Regions from separate parts of the Sus scrofa genome. Here region 1 is linked to region 2. Evidence: chromatin contacts called from public HiChIP or PLAC-seq data. All regions are on one chromosome and are shown on one strand. The core of a region is the stretch at or near the end of the contact, and the rest is flanking DNA. Distances in the headings are between cores, read along the strand shown. Region 1 overlaps QRICH1 (glutamine-rich protein 1). Region 2 overlaps PRKAR2A (protein kinase cAMP-dependent type II regulatory subunit alpha).

What was found. HiChIP or PLAC-seq counts read pairs in DNA pulled down with a chosen protein or histone mark.
Region 1: a contact with region 2 is called in an H3K27ac HiChIP or PLAC-seq map of alveolar macrophages. The contact joins two enhancer-like sites. A contact is called at or near these places in 1 of 47 Hi-C or Micro-C datasets (embryonic fibroblasts) and 1 of 2 datasets of contacts at active chromatin or transcription factors (alveolar macrophages).

The regions. Positions count from the first base shown.
Region 1 is chr13:31,694,459-31,697,708 of Sscrofa11.1, forward strand. All of the region lies in intron 2 of QRICH1 (glutamine-rich protein 1), which reads right to left. Among named protein-coding and RNA genes, the nearest start is that of QRICH1, 18 kb to the right of the region's middle. Within about 2 kb of position 1,508, at least 1 of the 83 cell types and tissues checked has an H3K27ac peak or open chromatin away from gene starts, as enhancers often do. A contact at or near this core is called in alveolar macrophages, where this site is marked.
Region 2 is chr13:31,473,461-31,476,914 of Sscrofa11.1, forward strand. PRKAR2A (protein kinase cAMP-dependent type II regulatory subunit alpha) reads right to left here. Exons shown (of 11, transcript NM_214258.2): 2 at 414-449. Among named protein-coding and RNA genes, the nearest start is that of PRKAR2A, 42 kb to the right of the region's middle. Within about 2 kb of position 2,196, at least 2 of the 83 cell types and tissues checked have an H3K27ac peak or open chromatin away from gene starts, as enhancers often do. A contact at or near this core is called in alveolar macrophages, where this site is marked.

The DNA of each region.
Region 1 (3,250 bases), core at 258-2,757, 220 kb after region 2:
CAAAACCTTGGTAGACTTTCAGTGTTCAAATGGTGCTCTTCTGGGAATTCCTTTCATGGCTCAAAGGGTTAAGAATCCGACTAGTATACATGAGGATTCAGGTCTGATCCCCGCCCTCACTCAGCAGGTTAAGGATCTAGCTTTGCTATGGTTGTGACAGCTCTGATTCAACTCCTAGCCTGGGAGCTTCCACATACTGCAGGTGTGGCCCTAAAAAGAAAGAAAAAAAAAAAAAAAAAAAAAAAGGAACCAGTGCTCTTCTAAAAGTTGTAAAATCTTTATCCAAGTAGTAAACATTTACCAAACTCTTATTATACAAATGAATGTAGATATGGTGAGGGAAGAGATTTAAGTGTGGATTAAGACTAGAGATGAAGGGCCATAAAAGGCAGCAATAAATGGTCTACCAATCTGAAGTGATGATCAATATCCCAATTAGCCCACAAAGAGCCTGACAAAGTAGCTGATTTTAGTATTGTTTTTGGCTGCAAACACACGTTTGTTCCAATTTTAGTATACGTGCTGCCGAAGCGAGCACATGCAAACCCATGTTTGCAGAATACACCATATTATGAGCTCTGCCTCCCCAAGGCAGAAGCTGGAATCTCTCCCAACCTCTTCAGCAGCCTAGAGTGTAGGCTTGTGACCAAAGCTTCCCAAATAACACACACTGCATGAAATGTGGACTTAGAAAGGAGCATCATGAGGCAGGAGGAACCACAATCTCCATTTTTAATTTTAAACAAAAGGGGGAATAAACTACTCTTGCACATATCATACTACAAACCATATCTCAGCAAGCCGTATGGTAGAAATTTGTGGTAAAACTTTTAGGACTACTTAAAGGTGAAAAAAACCCTCAAGCAGGATTTTTTTTTTAAGGAAAAAAAAATGAGGTGTCCTCTACTTACACAAATAATTTGAACTAAAATTGATAACTTGTGTGGGGAAGGGAACCACACATGAAAACAGGAGTTCCCTGGTGGCTTAGCAGCTTAAGGATCTGTCATTGTCATTACTATGGCTCAGGTTCCATCCCTGGCCCAGAAACTTCTGCAGGGAACAGGGATGCCCCCCCCCCCAAAAAAGGTTTATATTGCTTGCTGATCGAACTAACATTCCATGAGCTATAAATATAGTAGTTTTTTGGCCACGCCCACAGCATGTGAAGTTCCCAGGTCAGTGACCCAATCCATAGCAGTGACAATGCTGGATCCTCAACCTGCTGAACCATCAGAGAACTTCAAAACATGGTAATTTTTATGCAGGGTTCCCCTGACACCAGAAAATCATTTCAAAAATTCCTTAAGGATAAAAAAAATTGAGAAAAGCTATCTCAAAAGTTTACTTCCTTCCTTAGGAGAGCTTACCACAACCTAAAATTACAAAAATTTTCTCTACTGCCTTTTTTTTCCTGTTTGTTTTTTTAGAGCCACACCCATGGCGTAAGTTTCCAGGGTATGGGTTGAATCAGAGCTATAGCTTCTTGCCTACGCCTCAGCCACAGGAATGCCAGATCCAAGCCTCATCTGCCACCTACACCACAGCTCACAACAACACTGGATCCTTAACCCACTGAGCGAGACCAGGGATCAAACCCGCATCCTCATGGATGCTAGTTGGATTCTTTGCCACTGAGCCACAATGAGAACAAACTCTACTGCCTTTTAATAGTTTCACTGTTTTCTTTTTATCTGACTCTTTAGCCTATTTGGACCTTATTTGTATTATGAGAGGTATCTGACTTCATTTCCAAAAGAGGAACAGGAGTTCCCGTCGTGGCACAGCGGAAACAAATCCAAATAGGAACCATTAGGCTGCAGGTTCTATCCCTGGCCTCACTCAGTGGGTTGAGGATCCGACGTTGCCGTGAGCTGTGGTGTAGGTCACAGACGCAACTCGGATCTGGCATTGCTGCGGCTTTGGCGTAGGCCAGCGGCAACAGCTCTGATTAGACCCCTAGCCTGGGAACCTAAAAAGACAAAAGACAAAAAAAAAAAAAAAAAAAAAAAAGAGAGAGAGCAGCAGATTGCCTTACCCTAGCTAATGGAATATATATTTTTCCCACCAATAAGTAGAGTCACTTTGATCTTCTACCTGGCATCAACTCATTATGTGTGTGTGTGTATGTTTTTAGGGGTTTTTTTTCCTGTCTTTTTAGGGCCACACCTGCAACAAATGGAAGTTCTCAGGCTAGGGATCAAATCAGAGCTTCAGCTGCCAAGCCTACACCACAACCATAGCAATGCGGGGATCCCAGTGTGTCTGCAATCCACATCACAGCTCACCACAACGTCAGATACTTGACCCACTGATTGAGGCTGGGGATCGAACCCAAGTCCTAAAGGATACTAGTCAGGTTTGTTACTGCTGACCCACAACAGCAACCCCCAAGTGTGTATGTTTTAAAGTCCATAGTCAATTCCGACCCATGGGTCCTGGGGAGTCCCCAGGGGGGCCTTATGCTCTTTGTATTCTTCACTTCCCAGATTAGGGGACCATTAGAACTGCTCTGCCATCTTCCCTAAAACTTTCTCTCCTAAATGAATTTCTTCATCACCTGACTATTTGCTTAATCTTGCAACAATTTCTCAGATTTAGTTTTGTTTTGTTTTTTTTAGTATGATAAAGGAAAATTTTAATGAACTAGATACAAAGAAAATCTCATAAAAGAGATTTAGTGATTTTTAAAATATCATCCCCAGGAGTTCCTCTGCTGCTAAACGAGTTAAGGACCCAGCATTGCCATATATATATAAAATTTTTCCGATCCTTTTCCCTCATAGGTTATTACAAAATATTGTATATAATTCCCTGTGCTATGCAGTAAGTCCTCGTTGGTTATCTACTTTACAGATTCACAATTTTTAAGGGTTAAGATTTGGTGCTTTTTTTGTTTGTTTGTTTTTTGTCTTTTAGGGCCACACCCACAGCATATTGAGGTTCCCAGGCTAGGGGTCTATTTGGAGCTGTAGCGCAGGCCTACGCCAGAGCCACAGCAACGCGGGATCCAAGCCGTGTCTGCGACCTACACCACAGCTCATGGTAATGCCAGATCCTTAACCCACTGAGCGAGGCCTGGGATCGAACCCATGTCCTCATGGTTGCTAGGTCGGGTTTGTTAACCACTGAGCCACAACAGGAACTATGAAAATGTGTATTCTTATGAGTCTACTGTATTGAACTTATCTTATGGATTTATTATCATATTTACATTTCTTCTTTCATTTACAAAGGGCTTGGGGAAAAT
Region 2 (3,454 bases), core at 946-3,445:
TAGAAACCAAAACACAGAAAAGGCCAAGGCAATGCTCAGTCTCTGATGGAGAATACCCTCTCAGCACTACCAATGAGGAAATAATTTAAGTGGCCCAACACTGTGAGCAAGAAGCTAAGGGTAAGCGTAATCTAGAATGCCAGAAGCAGTGATATGAAAGTTTTTAGAAGCCATAATTACGAACATGGAAAAATATTAATGCATAAAAGGAAACATGCTAATTATAGTAATATAAAAACATGTACATATGTACTCAGAACTTAAAATGAAATAGAAAGAAGGAATCATAGGTAATTTTTATAATGTTCTGTAATGCTATCAACTTATCTTTTTATTAAAAAGATCAATTTATTTTAAGGTAATCCTATCTTAAAATAGCATTTTAGTAATATATTATGAAAAAGAACACATACCTGATACTCGCCGATCAAATCTGCTAGGAATTGGAACTGCAAAACAAAGAAACGACATTTAACCATCATTATGTCACATGACCCCATCTCTCCCTTTTTTTTGCAAAGATCTGTGTCAACAGAACTAAGCACCTCATACCAAGTGGTGGGTCAATTTATACTCTTCCTTGGAGTTCCCATCACGGCACAGAGGAAATGAATTCCACTAGGAACCATGAGGTTGTGGGTTCTATCCCTGGCCTTGCTCAGTGGGTTAACAATCTGGTGTCGCCGTGAGCTGCGGTGTAGGTTGCAGCCGAGGCTCGGATCTGGCATTGCTGTGCCTGTGGCTTACGCCAGCAGGTGTAGCTCCAATTAGATCCCTAGCCTGGGAACCTCCATATGCCATGGGTGCGGCCCTAAAAAGCAATAAAAAATTATACTCTTCCATAATCAACCACAGATAGTGGTTCAACATGATCACATAAAAACAGTATAAAGAATAACATATGTCTTTGAATACAAGCTATTTATAACTTCAACATACTCAGTGGCAATTTTATTTCTGCTCACATCAAGTTCCATACAATCTGTATCACACCAAATGAATAAAAAACCTATTAAATTTACTAGTACTGTTATGACATCAAATAGTTACATTTTCTTCTATTAAAGATAATCCCCAAACGTGCTAGCTAATCGCATTTACATTTCATTTTAAATTTTTTAATGAGTATTACTAAAATGAAAAATTAAGCATTAAGTTATACTCTCCCTAAATATGGGTGGGTTTTCTCCGCCCATTGTCAGAGTATTAATGAGAAAAATGTATCCCATGTCTTTAGGTTAAAAAAAAAAAAAAGTTTTCTTATTGCTAATTTTTTTCTACTTTTCACCTATCATTCCTTATATTTGATAGTTATCTAAATTCTTACCACTAAGCTATATCATTGAACAAAGTGATTTTTTTAACCTTAAAAGATTATTCTACTTTCATTTAAAAATGCATAATATGCCATATAAACCCTCCAAAAAACCCCAGAAATTTGAGAATTATGAAAAACAAATTGAAAATGGCTCAGCCAAAGTTTAACATGAGGCCTTTGAAATAAATATAGACCCTGAGGTTCCCATCGTGGCTCAGTGGTTAACTAATCCGACTAGGAACCATGAGGTTGCAAGTTCAATTCCTGGCCTTGCTCAGTGGCTTAAGGATCCGGCATTGCCATGAGCTGTGGTGTAGGTAACAGACCGGCTCGGATCTGGTGTTGCTGTGGCTCTGGCATAGGCTGGTGGCTACAGCTCCGATTGGATCCGTAGCCTGGGAACCTCCATATGCCATGGGAGCGGCCCTAGAAAAGGCAAAAAGACAAAAAAAAAAAAAAAAAAAGAAAAAGAAAAGAAAAGAAATATAGACCCAGGAAGGAGGCAAATGCTCATTTATCCTAATAGGATTGGATTATTTTTTTACATAGCATGGAGTCAAAGTCATGTTACTGGAACCATCAGACAAATATTCAGTTAAAAACTCCAGCCATTCCTGATAGAAAGTACCTACAACTTGGAGCTCCTATCGTGGCTCAGAGGTAACAAATCTGACTGGTATCCGTGGGGACATACAATCCCTGGCCTCACTCAGTGGGTTAAAGATCTGGTGTTACCGTAAGCTGTGATATAGGTCATAGACGCAGCTTAGATCCTGAGTTACTGTGGCTGTAGGTAACAGCCAGCAGCTGTAGGTAATAGGCCAGCAGCTACAGCTCCGATTCAACCCCTAGCCTGGGAACTTCCCTACGCCATAGGGTGTGGCCCTGAAAAAAAAAAAGAAAGGACCTACAACAAGCTCTCACTACTTCCTCAATAAGAGAGTGGACTAGTCAAAATTAATCCATCCACCAGGAAAGAAAGTGATAAATTCAGTTCAACAAATACAGGCAGAATGCCTAGTATGTGCCATGCACTATAGTAAACAATTTGGGATACATCAGTAAACAACACAAAGATCTCCTGTGATTTCATGGAGCTTGCATTCTAGGTTGGAGGATGTGGGAGGGTTTCTTTTTTATTTTCCAATATTTTTTTGGCTGTACACATGGCATGTGGAGGTTCCTGGGCCAGGGATCAAACCTGCGTCATGGCAGCAATCCAAGCTGCTGCAGTGACAAGGGAATTCCCTGGAAAAGTTTCCTTTGATCATGTGCTTGTCACTCAGGTAGACAGATGAAATGTACACCAGCTTTAAGTCCTGAACCTAGGGCTCATGGGATTTCCAAAATTAAAACCCCATTAAACATTAGTATAAACCTAAAATTATAAAGCACACAGTGAAACAACTTAGCATGGATGTTATCAGGAGACAAATCAAACAAAAGATTAGATATCAAGCTTATAGAGCTATTGGAATTCCTGATGTGGCAGCAAAAGGATCAGCGGTGTTTCTGGAGCACTGGAGCAGTGGGTTAAGGATCCAGTATTAACCTGGTACTGTACCCAGCTCCGTACAGTGGGTTAAGGATGTGGCACTGCTGCAGCTGTGGAGTAGGTTGCAACAGTGGCTTGGATCTAATTTCTGGCCTGGGAATTCCACATGCTGCAGGGTGGTCAAAAAAAAAATAAAATAAAATAAAAGATTATAGAACTATTGTAAAATAAGAATAGTATGTCTGAAACAAAGAGATAAAAGAAGGAATAAAAAATTTTAAGTTCAGGAGTTCCCTTCATTGCTCCGTGGTTAACGAATCCAACTAGGATCCATGAGGACTCAGGTTCAATCCCTGCCCTCGCTCAGTGAGTTAAGGATCTGGCGTTGCCGTGAGCTGTGGTGTAGGTCGCAGACGTGGGTCGGATCCCGTGTTGCTGTGGCTCTGGTGTAGGCTGGCGGCTACAGCTCCGATTCAACCCCTAGCCTGGGAACCTCCATATGCTGCAGGAGCGGCCCAAGAAATGGCAGAAAGACAAAAAAAAAAAGAAAAAAAGGATCCGGAGTTGGAGTTGCTGTTGCTGTGGGGTAGGCCGGTGGCTACAGCTCTGATTCAACCCCTAGCCTGGGAACCTTCATGTGC